3 separate regions of the Gasterosteus aculeatus genome follow, and regions 1 and 3 are each linked to region 2. Evidence: chromatin contacts called from public Hi-C data. All regions are on one chromosome and are shown on one strand. The core of a region is the stretch at or near the end of the contact, and the rest is flanking DNA. Distances in the headings are between cores, read along the strand shown. Region 1 overlaps jarid2b (jumonji and AT-rich interaction domain containing 2b). Region 2 holds the start of pard6gb (par-6 family cell polarity regulator gamma b). Region 3 has its middle 12 kb from the start of mylipa.

Region 1 (2,700 bases), core at 88-2,587, 150 kb after region 2:
AGCACCAACAGTATGTGTGTTAACCATGTGTGTTACAAGACTTGCACACATTTATACCCACGGCCCACTGCGAAAATACAGGCTAAGCCATATAAAAGGTTAAGTGATTATGTAGCCGTAAAGAGAAGCAGGGGTTGTGTGTGTAAAACCGAGGGCTAAAGGCGTCGTCATAATTCAATTCACAATGATTCTGTTCTGCTTAATTTAACAGCGTCTTGTAGCAGCAAAATACACGCGCCAGAACAGGACCTCTTTCTCTAAAACAATATGATTGTATCCATTTTAATTAAATAACAAAAGCCGGGTTGTCAGCAAAGCAGCTGCGCAGACCGGCGAGCGCAGGTGGTGTGTGTGTGTGTGTGTGTGTGTGCGCAGGGCCAAACCATTAAGCCGACTCGGCATCATTTGAAAAGGACTTTGCACTTTCTTATTTAGTTGTTCCCCCCCCCCCAGCCATCAATTAACCTCCCTCATAATACTGCATGTGGAACATATGAATCGATATGAACCGACACGCCGAGGAGAACAAAATAAAGTGCTTTTCCCAGCTCCTCCATGTAGATCCCTCACTCTGTGAGTTGATAAAAGGGCCCTTTTGCGCTGTGCGTTATTAGTTCACAGGCTGTACTGACCTTTCTCTAGCGAGCTTAGAAGTCGACCCGCCCTGGGCCGCATCGCATCGCTCCCTAATAAGACAGCAGAGGGGGAACGGAGGCGTAAGCCGGATTCATGCCCCGCCGTCGCGGCGTCCTGGCAGTCATTTACTCCGGCGCGGGGATTTGATTGATTGGCAGCTCGGCGCGGGGTTTAACCCGCCCACCGCCGCACTTGACGGATGCGTCGCGCGCCGTTCAGGACGTGTCATGCATTCGTTCCGACGTGTACGTTTGTAGCCCCCCCCCCCCCCCCCCCCCCTCCCCCCTCCCGCCGCGGACGTCACATCCCCAACAAGAGCATTGCTGAGCATTTGGAGTGTGTCGTCGTCTCTGTATGGACATCCTGGAGAAAAAGCCCTGATGTGCAGTTCCGTGGTTATTGAGGCCGTGGGGCCCGTCGCTCCTAGTGGCCCCCCAGGCTGACTTAAAGAGCCCCACTGACGTCCTGACAAAGAGGTGGAAATCAGTCTGCGATTTGTCAGGCAGCAGGGCTTCGCAAGGGTTAAACTTCCTCCTGTCTGGCCATAACCCCCCCCCCCCCCGCCTCCTTTCTTCTCATGGCCAGCTCCTGCAGATGTTGACTGTTAAAAAATCTTCCTGCCTGGCCTCAGCTGGGCTATAGCAACACATGATGTCATCTAGACACCCCCCCCCCTCCCCCCTCCCCGCTCACATGCGACCGATAATCCACTCCAGAACAGTCTCGGGCTGCTTGTGCGTGTGTGTCTTTCCCCTCGGCTCCATTGTTCTGTCCGTCGTCCTGCTCGTTTCTGCATCAAATGATCTCTACCAGGCGCGTCGGCTTCCACGTCCTTCCACGTATGCCTTGCTTCCCATCTTTCTTTCTTTCCGTCCCCAGCGAAGTATTTAAACTATCTCCGGTCGCTGCGCCGCTGCTTCGTATTTCCCATCGCTCATCATCACCCCCTCGCCATCCTTCTTTGCCACCAGACCGAATAATTAAAGGGAGCAAAGAGACAGACTGGGAGAGCCGGTCCCACTGAGCCCTCCTGTGGCAGGAGGCGGCCACAGCAAACCCAGCAAAGAGGCTTTCTGAACAACTGCTACTTTTTTTGCTTTCACATTGAACCGTGTGTTGATTTGGCATAAATGAAACGTGTGGAAATAAATTAGTTTGATATTTGTTTGTGTGGATTACGTTGGACGCCCGTACTGCTGTGCAGCCTGGCTTCAGTCTGTCTGCACGTCTCTTTCCTCTCCCCACTCATCAACACCCCGTCGTTATTCCCTCTCCCCTGCTCACCCCGGTGTGTGTTGGAGGGGAATGATTGACGGAGGCAGGGTTAGGTTTCAGGCCCCCCCCCCCCTCCCGTCCCCCTTATCTTTTAATGGCCTGGTCTTTGTGTCGGCCCGCCGCCACCTGAGACGAACACAATACAATACATGAGCAGGCCCCCATATACACACACAACTGTGACACGAGAGCCCTTCAAAGGCAAACCTGTCAATGGACCGGCTGCCCCCCCCCCTGCGGTGCCCAGACTGTGATTGATAACTTCATCCCTCCTCCTCTAATGTTTTCTGTGGTTCACTTCCAGCTGTTCTGGACAGAAAGCCACACAGCAGCGATTCATTTACGAAAGGACTCCATGATGTCTGCCCCGACTTTGCATGCATCGTTTGGCTATTAGAGAATACAAACAAAAGGAGAAAATAATTTCAACCTTTTGTGTTCATATTATTAAAGAAATGTCTTATCAACTAATTCAGATATTGGCATCCACACATCTTTTTAATTTTCCAAGATGTCCAAACACCGTAGCTCTCTCCATCTGCCTCCCTGCATCCCTCCCTTTCTCTCCGTCCGTCAATGTCTTTCCCAGTCTCTCACTCAAACACACACTCATTGGAGGGAAGGGAATGAGAAACTCCTGGCAGCGCTGAAAGTGGGCCATGAAAACAAACATATGAGAGAGAGAGAGAGAGAGAGAGAGAGAGAGAGAGAGAGAGAGAGAGAGAGAGAGAGAGAGAGAGAGAGAGAGAGAGAGAGAGAGAGAGAGAGAGAGAGAGAGAGAGAGAGAGA
Region 2 (2,700 bases), core at 34-2,533:
AAAGTCACACGCGCTACAGTCAGCTCGTCACAAACTATTTAAAAAACAAAAACGGTCTCTCGGAGCGGAGACAAACGTATCAAAGTGATGTCCAATGTCTGAAAGTAGTTCTGGTGCGTTTGATGAGGTCCGAAAGAGAAAAAAAGGGTCAAAATTCACTTAAAGTTCGCGCACATTTTGTAGAAGTCGGTTGTTTTTATCACAAAAACCGACAAAACAGCCAAATCGCACTGTTAAATCCACTTAAGTGGTTGACTTAATTCATGGCACCATTGCAGCGTCACAAACTACCCAAAAAGCGACGGATAGACGCAAAGTTGTGTAGCGCAAAAGAAACGCGGTGAAAGCAACAATGTTGCAAAAAACATCCGATTGAAAAAGATATTTTAATCACAACAACCAGTCAAAGGCTCGGTTGTTACTGCCCCCCCACCCCCCCAAAAAAGCTTCGTGACAGGGAGGGAAAGAGCCAAATCAGCACAATCTGCACGCTCTGAAATAAGAAGACAATAATAAGTGCCACATTACGGAAACATTCAGAAAGCGAAGTAGAGCTTCGCCGCACAGAGAAGATTCATTTTAGTTTTCATCCAGTTGGTCGGATTGAACTGCAGCAGACGACCATGTGAACGCTTCAATCCTCTCCTCAAATCCACATTTAAATGACATAAAAACCCGCCCAAGGCTCACCTTGCTCTTCACCTCCACGGCGTTACAATCCGCATTCCGCAGAGGTTGCGATCTATTAAAGCTCCGATTCATTTTTTCTTTTTTTAAAGGTTGCACTTTAAAAAAAAAAAAGGGAGAATTGTTCAGCCGCCTTTGCCCGCAGAAAGAGCGGCTCCGGTCCCGGGATTTCTGCTACCAAAACGCCTTCTTGCTTCGTCCCAGGAAGGAGGAAGTTCGTGTTATTTCACCTCCTGTTTGTTCTTGTGATGCGACCCGCCGGACACGGGAGAGGACTTCACGGCAGAACAGGAGGAGAGCAACTCACCGCGGTGACTTGGGAGTGCGAGTTAAGTTTTGGAATGACATCAGCCCTCGTAATGAAAAAAAAGGGATTCTGTGAGGCCTCCACGTGGTGCTCGTAATTTCGAGCTTCCTCTGCCGATGCCTCGTAGTATACACAACAGTAGCCTAAATATTACATAGACATATATTATCAAGAATACAATGGACAACGTTGTTATTTTCTTTCTTAATACAGTTGTAATACAATGTACAGGTTAATACAATGTACCTTACAAACCAATCACGCCAGATCAACCATGCTTCACCTAGCACATTTTGATTAATGTGGTTTAAAGTATTTAAGGTGGACATATTATTTAATTCTGGACTTAAATCTCCATAATTCCATACATACAATTATTTTTTATGTTTGACCATTTAAAAATAATAATAAAGATTCCGACAGTACGTGAAGGCAACACACCGCACACCGGTCCTCCGGTGCGCCAGAGGACGCATTTCTCAATGCAAATGTTCTCGAAGCCTCTCATTTGAAAATGAGTCATATTTAATAATTATGGACCACAGTGTACATTGGGACCGAGAATAGCATTGGTTTCAACTTAATTATGTGTGCTACACTACGCTTCGGGTAAAGAGAGGCCTCTGGCTGCTATCCTGCTCTACAACATTCCCGGCCCCTGAAGCCACCTGTGCACAACAGCTGCTGCTTGCAATGGCATCCAGTAGCTGCACACTTTTCTTGTACACTCATTCACGAGGAATGGGTGGACCAGTTAGAAACTCCCCAAGCCGGGGAGGCTGAGGCTAGTTGGAGGCTAGTTTCACCCATGCAGGCCGTGAAGGCGTATAGACCCACCTAAATGAGATGTACCCATATTTTCCTCTGGGGTCTTATGAACTATGTGTGGTATTTCTATCTCGGGTGTATCAATGTTTGTGTTTTGTTTCCATTAACGGTTGCAGAGTGAATTTCTGTCGTGGGATTGTATGTTTTGTTCTTTTTTCTCGGGTGGAGGGCACGTTTTTTTCTTCTTCTTCTTATTATTTAAATTTCCGCGGCTCTGTTCATCGATTGAGTGGATTGTGTCACTTGAGGCCAGGAGCTTGCTTTTTGCTGTTTTGATGTCAGTTTCACTTCACTTCCATCGAGTCCATACAAGGAGTCAACCACCCGGAAGCAGAATCGGATCAGAGTGGAGTGTGACTGTGAGTATCTCACTGCGTTGTGTTTTTACCGGTCAGTAAATCTGAAAAGATATTTCTGTCGTCTCACAGCAACAAGTTCTGCTAAATATTGTACTTTATAGCCACAGTGTTTTCATCTGAGTAGGGACTATATGGTACACGGGTGCATCCCACATTATTGAAGTATGCCTTTGGGGTGTTATTTTAGGGTACAAAGTTCGGTGAAGTTGACCCCTGGGATCTTTTTCTGAACCAGAGTTTATGTCACTGGTGTTTATTACAGAAAGTGGGCTGCACTAGTCCAATCTTAAATTGACTAATGATCGACAATGATTACAATGCTAACCCCCGGAAATATTTATTGCTTACTATGAAAAACCAGAATTATATTGTTGCTGCATCTTATTTTCCTTTTATATATACATATTTATTCAGGGATATTATTTAAGCAATAACATAAGAATGACTTCATTGTGTGAGAATGTGTATCACTGTTGGTAATCCACCAACGTATTTTAAGGGAACACAAATTGCCCATTC
Region 3 (2,700 bases), core at 116-2,615, 190 kb after region 2:
GGAAATCACAGAAAACTGCTCCTTAAAGTAGAACAGCGTTTATTAACTTCAACAATACTAATCAGATCAATAGCATTTGAAATCAACAAAAGCTATTATGCGATATCCTAATATTTGACAAGCGCTGAACTCCTGACTCTCCACAGAATGTGTAAACAGTTTATATTTACAAAAGATGGAGCGACCTACATTATAGTTGTGGTTACAAATTCAGTGACGCGTTAATGAAAGAAGCTGCCTCTTAATTATTATAAGTTCTTCCGGTCAAAAAATGCAACTGCTTTGAAAATATAATTTAATTTACTTTTTACATCACACGCATGAATTAAATGTCTTAGTTCTACACATCAGCCATTGTAACTTCCCGAGGCAGCATGGTACACATGGTTGACACATGGTGACGCTGCCCGTCACAACATGTTTTAGCACAGCGAGTTATGCAGTGCTAATTATGCAGAATTACTGAATTACATAATTAAAGAGACATGAGATGTTAATAGATGAATCCTTTGATGTAAAAGTTAATAGGAAAATGGGAGAAACGCTAAATTTGGCCCTGCCAGCTGGAGACCTATATATATAAAAGTATGAAACAATAAGCTGGACGTGTGCTGATCTGTATGGCAAGTGGCCGGTGTGGATTCTACCGAAAAACGTTGCCACATTTCCACATCGCCTCGCTTTCTATTGTGAACTAAAGGAAGCATGCAAGGGACTCATGGTGACTTGTTAAAATGATTCATAGTGTGAATTCACAATGCGTTATGTTTCTGTGCTCTATGAAGAATGTTTCCTGCCTTTGTGCCCAACGCATTACAGGGGAGACTGCAGGCTGCAGTAACTGTAGTCACAGGCAAGAACACGCTGGGACATGGGCATGAAATAGATGTAATACGAGTAGTGCATTATCTAACGTTTAACACGCAGCTTGATGGCAGACATTGCAATTATATATTTACTGTAAATAACAAAAAGCTATATCGCCGTGGTTAACGAGAGCTGTCCGGTCTTCATCACATCACTTGATCTCACGTGCTACATGTTCTATACATCAACCAACGCTCCTCTCTTAATCATGATCACAGGGCCTATTCCAGCAGTCGCTAAAGGGATTGATAAAAATCAAATTACTTTTAAAAGAGCTCATAAATGTAATGTTGTCAAAACACTAAACAGCGGACAGTTCAAACCAGTCAACCAACCTGTTGCCTTATATTCATTTCAGTCAAACAATAGTGGGGGCACGTGCTTTGTAAAATGATTAATATGTGGCCTCGGGCTTCGTTGCGTCCACATTGCGTATCACATGCCCTTATAGCAGTGTTGGCAACTGTCGCAGTCACCAGGATGTGTGCCAATTTAGACCTGGGCCAAAACAACACATCAGAAAGGCACAACTGTCCCTGCACTTGCATCTGCAATACACAGACTGCCCATAACATGGGTACACATCATTCCTCCATTCAGCAGCACAATGCATCCGATTTGAGTGCGTAACCAGTAACAGCTGGAGTTGTTCTTCCAAAGAGCTGGTGAGGACTACTCAACTACTCACACCGACAACCGACTGCAATTACATTCATGCTATTTAGTCAGAGATGAAATAGGATTTGTATGCACGAGTGCGCAGGCGATGTACTGCCTCTGTTCCCCATTTCAAATGCTCTCTCCCCCTCTTGAGGCACCGCTACGTAGAAAGCACTGAATATGCTTTAATGTGTAACCAGACGCAGCTTGTCAGCTTTTAACTAGGCTTGTCTGACCATCTTTTCTTTGCCCATCAGCCACAAGCCTCGTAATAAATTGATTCTGCACACCAGAGATCTTTGAGGATCGGCGTAGACAACAAAGCGAGGCCTGACGGCAGACTTGAGAAGTACTTAGGGCATGTGAACAGCAGCGAGAGAGGAGTGATAGATAAAATGGGTGAGATACGGCAGTGATGTCTTGTTTGCCTGCAGGGCAGAGGTTCACTTCATAGATTTCCCCCACGAGTCTTTGCACCCTACCCGCTTGTGCTGATGTGTGATCCTGATCCTGCCGCTGGAAAAGAAAGTGCAGATTCTGCTTTGGTGTGAGTGCTGCGACTGAGAGGTCTCAGGGTTTACCAGACATCGACTAATGGGACACGACAGGCTCCTTGGGCAAATCACCGACCTGTCACCTGCTCACAGAGTGAACAGAGTCGCACCCACAAAGATACATAGAAATCCCAGTTTGAAATAACGACATGTTTTGACAAAAGGATTTTAAAACGGTCAATGCTCACTTCTGAATAGGTAGTCAGGTATGATGACTATCCTTGACAGGAGTGAAAAGAAGGAATGACACACACACACACACACACACACACACACACACACACAGAGCTGAAACGTTGTCATCTGCAATGCGGCCGACTTTAGCATTGAGCCATTTTGGCAGTAAGCTTGTTCCCGATTCAAACTGTCGCTATAATCCACATTTGTTCACGCTATCCCAGCTTTTGCTAATGTGCTTCTATGGATTTCAGTTTAGCAAAAAAAAAAAAAAAAAACACTTTTGAAAAGCAGTTTAGAGGGATTTTTGTCTGGAGATGGAAAGAGATAATACTGCTGCAAAACAGAGGATGGTGCTTCATCTGAACTATTTAAAAGGAAACATTCTTTTAACTGTAGGCCGGTGAGCCGCCTGATATTAGACATCATGATTACGGCATGC

What was found. A called contact is a pair of places that touch in the nucleus more often than the background predicts.
Region 1: a Hi-C map of liver shows a contact between it and region 2, with 4 times the contacts expected there. The contact joins the enhancer-like site here to the promoter of pard6gb in region 2. A contact is called at or near these places in 5 of 6 Hi-C or Micro-C datasets (liver, skeletal muscle, tail fin and 1 more).
Region 3: a contact with region 2 is called in a Hi-C map of skeletal muscle, with 6 times the contacts expected there. The contact joins the enhancer-like site here to the promoter of pard6gb in region 2. A contact is called at or near these places in 3 of 6 Hi-C or Micro-C datasets (skeletal muscle and whole body).

What each region holds. Positions count from the first base shown.
Region 1 is chr10:7,303,423-7,306,122 of fGasAcu3.hap1.1, reverse strand. The region is part of intron 7 of jarid2b (jumonji and AT-rich interaction domain containing 2b); the gene reads left to right. Among protein-coding and RNA genes, the nearest start is that of LOC120826105, 29 kb to the left of the region's middle. Within about 2 kb of position 1,337, at least 2 of the 9 cell types and tissues checked have open chromatin away from gene starts, as enhancers often do.
Region 2 is chr10:7,450,096-7,452,795 of fGasAcu3.hap1.1, reverse strand. It overlaps pard6gb (par-6 family cell polarity regulator gamma b), which reads right to left and starts at 1,283. Exons shown (of 3, transcript XM_040189249.2): 1 at 691-1,283. The coding sequence starts at 762.
Region 3 is chr10:7,255,791-7,258,490 of fGasAcu3.hap1.1, reverse strand. No RefSeq gene overlaps it. Among protein-coding and RNA genes, the nearest start is that of mylipa, 12 kb to the right of the region's middle. Within about 2 kb of position 1,365, at least 1 of the 9 cell types and tissues checked has open chromatin away from gene starts, as enhancers often do.